Linked DNA regions of Sus scrofa: region 1 is linked to region 2. A link is a contact called in public Hi-C data. All regions are on one chromosome and are shown on one strand. Each heading gives the region's core, a stretch centred on a gene start, on an enhancer-like site or on the middle of the called end of the contact. The rest is flanking DNA. Distances are from core to core; before and after follow the strand shown.

Evidence for each region. A called contact is a pair of places that touch in the nucleus more often than the background predicts.
Region 1: a contact with region 2 is called in a Hi-C map of skeletal muscle, with 4 times the contacts expected there. The contact joins two enhancer-like sites. A contact is called at or near these places in 2 of 5 promoter capture datasets (fetal liver and fetal skeletal muscle) and 1 of 47 Hi-C or Micro-C datasets (skeletal muscle).

Annotation. Positions count from the first base shown.
Region 1 is chr13:134,075,353-134,078,249 of Sscrofa11.1, forward strand. It overlaps the pseudogene LOC106505774. Among named protein-coding and RNA genes, the nearest start is that of TNK2, 5.5 kb to the right of the region's middle. Within about 2 kb of position 1,514, at least 15 of the 83 cell types and tissues checked have an H3K27ac peak or open chromatin away from gene starts, as enhancers often do. A contact at or near this core is called in skeletal muscle, where this site is marked.
Region 2 is chr13:133,998,393-134,001,092 of Sscrofa11.1, forward strand. No RefSeq gene overlaps it. Among named protein-coding and RNA genes, the nearest start is that of TFRC, 23 kb to the left of the region's middle. Within about 2 kb of position 1,304, at least 2 of the 83 cell types and tissues checked have an H3K27ac peak or open chromatin away from gene starts, as enhancers often do. A contact at or near this core is called in skeletal muscle, where this site is marked.

The DNA.
Region 1 (2,897 bases), core at 264-2,763, 77 kb after region 2:
AAATTGGTGCAGCCATTATATAAAACAGTAAGGAGGTTTCTTAAAAAACTAAAAATAAAGTTATCATATGATCTAGTAATTCCACTCTGGGCATACATCTGGAAAAGACAAAAACTCTAATTTGAAAAGATAGAGGCAGAGTTCCTGTTGTAGCTCAGTGGTAATGAACCCGACTAGTGTCCATGAGGATGCAGGTTTCATCCCTGGCCCCACTCACTGGGTTAAGGATTTGGCGTTGCTATGAGCTGTGGTATAGGTCACAGACGCAGCTCCAATCTGGCTGTGGTGTAGGCTAGCAATTGTAGCTCCAATTTGACCCCTAGCATGGGGACTTCTGTATGCCATGGGTGCTGCCCTAAAAATTTTTTTGAAAAGATACATGCACCCCTACATTCATAGCAGCACTGTTCACAATAGCCAAGACATGGAAGCAACATAAATGTCCATCAACAGAGGAATGGATAAAGAAGTTGTGGTATACACACACACACACACACACACACACATGCACACACACAATGGAGTACTATTCAGTAGTAAAAGGAATGAAATAATGCCATTTGTAACAACATGGATGGACTTAGAGATTGTCATACTAAGGAATGGATAAAGAAGTTGTGGTATACACACACACATACACACACACTGGAGTACTATTCATTAGTAAAAAGAATGAAATAATACAATTTGTAACACATGGATGGACATAGAGATTATCATACTAAGTAAAATAAGTCAGAGAAAGACAAATATCATATGGTATCACTTATATGTGGAATCTGTAAATATGGTACAAATGAACTTAGGAAACAGAAATAGACTCACAGACACAGAAAACAAATTTATGGTTATCAAAGGGGAAAGGGTAGGGGAAGGGATGGATTGGGAGTTTGGGATTAGCAGATACAAATTACTATGTATAGAATGGATAAACAGGTCCTACTGTGTAGCACAGGGAGCTATACTCAATATTCTGTATAAACTGGAATGGAAAAGAACCTGAAAAAGAATGCATGTGTATGTATAGCTGAATCACTTTGCTGCATGCACACTGGAGACTAACGTTGTAAACCAACTATAGTCAATAAACTAATAATAAATTACCAATTTTGCAAGGCCGAAAAAAGGAAAAAATACCTTCATCAACAAATAAATGGATAAAGACAAATACTGCATGATATCACTTACGTGCGGAAATCTAAAAAATACATCTAGTGAATAAAACAAAAAAGAAGCCAACGCACAGATACACAGAACTAATGGTTATACAGAACCCAAGGAGGGGGAGGGGTAATTCAGAGGTGGGGGAAAGGGAGGTACAAACTACTAGATGTAATATAGGCTCAAGGGTGTATTGTAAATATGAAGAATATAGTGATACTCTGTAATAACTGTAAATGTAAAGGAACCTTTAAAAATTATATTTAAAAAAAGTGTACCTGGACAGGGTCGTGTTTGTCCGTTACCGATGTCAACTCTAGATGTCCACCAGGGGGCGTCAGAACCCAGGGCGCTGGCGCTTTATGCTGAAGCGCTCATGTTGATCCAAGGGCTTGTAATCTCTTGGCTCACTGGCCCTTTCTCCGGCTGGGCAGAGGGGGGAGGCGCGTGGGAGCAGCTGGCAGCACCTTCTCGGAACGCCCTAGGAAGGTTTTGAAACTGTCTGAACTGCCGGGGCATGTGAGCCCAGCCACCCCCACCCGCAACCCTGCTGCCAGTAAGCTCCTGGGAGCTCTAACTTGTTTCATTAGGGTGAAGGCACGGTCTGTTCTAGGTCCTGGCAGGACATGTGACCTGGGTTAGCAGATAGCCCCATGCCTAGGAATTCCATCAGAGACCCCTCCCTTCACCTCCACTAAGAGGCAAATTGTCTTGTCCTAGGAAATCTTTTGCCCTTGGTCAAATCTTTCCTCAGACACCAGTCCCTGACGCCACACCTCACTTCCCTCCCACCTCAGCTCAGGCACTGTTCTCTGCACTAAGGTTACTCCGGGGAACCTGCAGCTGCCATTTCCGGTTGCACATTGCAATCACCTGGGGAGCTTTTAAGAACTGCAGATGCTGAGCCCCACCCCAGAGATTCCAATTAAATTGTTCTGGTGTGGGGCCTGGGTAGCAGGGTTTTTAAAAGCCTCCCACGTGATTCTCCTGTGCAGCATTATTGAGAATCTCTTGGATTCAAAGCCTTGCTACTCAAAGCATAGGGACTTGACAGGAACACAGAATCTCAGCATCCCCTTCTCCGCTTGCTGAATCAGAACCTCCCTTTCAACAAGATGCCCCAGTCGTTCAGTGGCATGCTGAAGGCTGAGAAGCGCTGGTCTGGTCTAGTCAGCCTATTTATTGTTCTGCTTCACTCATGCTCATTGCCCTGGCTTGAACCACAGCTTCCACAACTTTCTCCAGTTGGACAACGGGCCTTCAGAAGTTTTAGCTTAAGACCTAGAGAAAGAAACAGATTTTATATCGAGACGTAGGGTGCCCACATTTTATATAGTGAAACAAAAATATCACAAAAACCAGATCTTTACTAATTACTGGACCAAACTTGGGTCCCTTCACCCATGCACAGTAAAGCCAACCTACGGACGCTGGGTTGGAGTGAGAGAAAGCGCAGCCTTGATTGATGGGTGCCAAGCAAGGAGCCCCCACAGAGTGCTTAAAAGACCCTACTCTCTGATGGCTTTCAGGGAAAGGTTTTTCAAGACAGAGTTGGGGGCGGGGTTGCCGTGTGCGTGATCAGCTCGTGGACATCCTTCTGATTGGTCGGTGGTGATGTAATTGGGAGTCAACATCATCAACCTTCTGGTTTCAGCTGGTCTGGGGTGAGTGTCTACCTGCTTGTCGGTGGCAGAGAGTTAACTTCTTCCACCTGGTGGGGCTTTCAGTCTGCAAAA
Region 2 (2,700 bases), core at 54-2,553:
TGGCACTGAGATATTTATTGTTTATTTATCAGTGACAGAGTTCACTATAAATGGTGTTTTTTTTATAGAAGATAATTATCGGAAGCAGTGCCTTCCATAATTATGACAGTTATACTGTCGTTTTTTTTTTTTTAAATAAAAGCAGCATCTGCTAGTAAAACCCAACAGATACTGGAAGTTTTGCATTTATGGTCAACACTTGAGAGTGTTAGAAAACAGCCGCAAGCCAAATAAAATTATAAGCTAAGTCTTGGAGAAGAATTAATTAGTCAGTGCTAATCAAATCAGATTTCTATTTAGCTAACCAGAAAAAAATGGCAGTTCTCTTAAGTGCAGTGAATTGTGACCAACTTATAAATTAATGTCACTTAAAGGCTGTGATCCTATGCCTATGTGCAAAATTTTACAGCTCAATTTTTCCAAGGTGTAACTTTAATTCGAATTTTGCAAAATTTCCAGTACCTTTGTCACAAACCTAACTCACATTATCGGGAGCAGTGTCTTCCATAATGTATAAAGAACAAGGTAGTTTTTGCCTACCACAGTGTCTATATCGGAGACAGTGATCTCCATATGTTACACTAAGGGTGTACGTAATTATCGGGAACAGTGTTTCCCATAATTTTCTTCATGCAATGACATCTTCAAAGCTTGAAGATCGTTAGTATCTAACATGTATTCCCAGCTCCCTATAATTCTTTTAGTTTTAGATGCAGAAACATTTTGTGGTCATTAAGCATTTGGTGGATAACTTCAACCACTGTAAAATTACTTCCAGATTCTTTGTTTTTAAGCTTAATGTTGTGTTTTGTTATATTTGTGGTTTTCCCGAGTCTTCTGTTCAGCAAGATAGTAGCATACATTTATAATGTTTGCTGTTGTCAAATGAATTTAACTTTACCCCCTTATTTGCATGTTAACCTTATAAACCTAGTTCATACAAGTTTGAATTCAGAATTGACCTTTTAGCTTCAAGCAGGGGAAACTTGTATAGGAGTTTGGGGGGAGGAGGGAATAAAGGGTGTAGGAAGGCAAAGCTTGCAAAAGGGTCTTTGATCATGTCTCCCTGTAAGTATTTGGTTGCTGTAAGGTAAATGTAGATGTGAACAAATAAGTTTGAGGCTACATCAGTTAGGACTTTATTTTCTAGTCAGCCATTGTTATAAACCTGATCATCAGCTGTTTGTTAAAAGGCAGTTCAATCCTATCACCTAAGAAGAAATCCACTGTCTCTTAACTTACTTAAGTGACACCAAGAACCTTAAAATAGATCTGGATTATTACAGCCTCACTGATTTGTTTCACTACTCACAGTCTATTTTAGTCTTTAGTGTTTTATCTTAAACTGATATTTAGTGTAGGTGAGTGAAAGGTCATAGTTGGGATTCCTGGTTTAACTGTTGTGCTTTATCATACTTTAATGAAAGCTCAATGACTTCAAGGCATAATATGAATAACAGGCATGCATTTTACAGCAGTAAATCTCTTCCAAAAAACTCTTTTCTATAGTTAGGATCGAGATTTTTCCAATCAAACAAGTTGGTAAGTGGTAAAAGGCTTTAATATTCCTGAATGAAATGTATATTTGACTATTACAACCTTCCAGTCTTTAGATTTTTCTGGTTTTAGATGTCATGTGCATTTCAAAGGTAAAGAATCAAATGAGTGAGCTTTGTCATGATTCATTATTCTAGAACTTGCATGACCTTTACTGTTTACTTTTGATCTTGACATTTTAGTTGGCTAAAGATGGCTTATTAGACTTGCCAACTTACTGCTCAGCTGTATCTTTGTAAACAAGTGATATGCCCTTATAACTGTATACAAGCTGGTATGTGCACCAGTGTGGGAATTCCTCATCTAATTTAATAAATCTTGAACACTGAGTTGTCTTTTTTTTTTTTTTTTTCTTGGCCCATTTAAATGCTGCCTACAAGAAACACTTTAAAAACACAGGTGAGTTGAAAGTCAAAAGATGGAAAGAAATAGAACATGCAAATGCACATAATTAGACTAGAGTGGCTGTATAAACACCAGATAAAAAGATATTACCGTAGATAAAAATAGGAATATTTCATGATGATAAAAAGAGACAATTCATTGGGAAGATATATGTATGTGAACTGCATGACAGCCTTAAAATATATGAATTAAACATTTATGGAATTGTGGGGAGAAAGATAATTCTGCCACAGATTTTAACACCCACTCCCTAGCAATTAATAGAATAACGAGACAATTCAGGACAAAAGATTTGAACCACTTAATAAGTCTTAAGTTGAAGAGTATTGAAATTATACGTGGTGTATTCTCTAATCAGAATGGAATTAAATTAGAAATCAGTAACAAGACAGAAAACCCCTAAAATATCAGGAAATTGAATAGCACATTTGTAAATAATTTATGTAAAGACGAATTCACAAGAAAAATTAGAAAATATTTTTAATTTAAATATAACAAAATCTACGGATGCAGGTAAAATAGTGCTTGGAGATACACTGTTTAATACAGTATCCATAGTCACATGTGACCAAATTTAAATTATTTAATAAAAATTCAATTCCTCAGACACACGGATCACATTTCAAGTACTCAATAGCAATATATAGCTACAGGCTATTGGGCAGCAGAAAATAGTATTTCCATCACTGCAGAAAGTTCCAGTAGACAGTTGTGGCTTAGAGGGAAATGTTTTTCTAA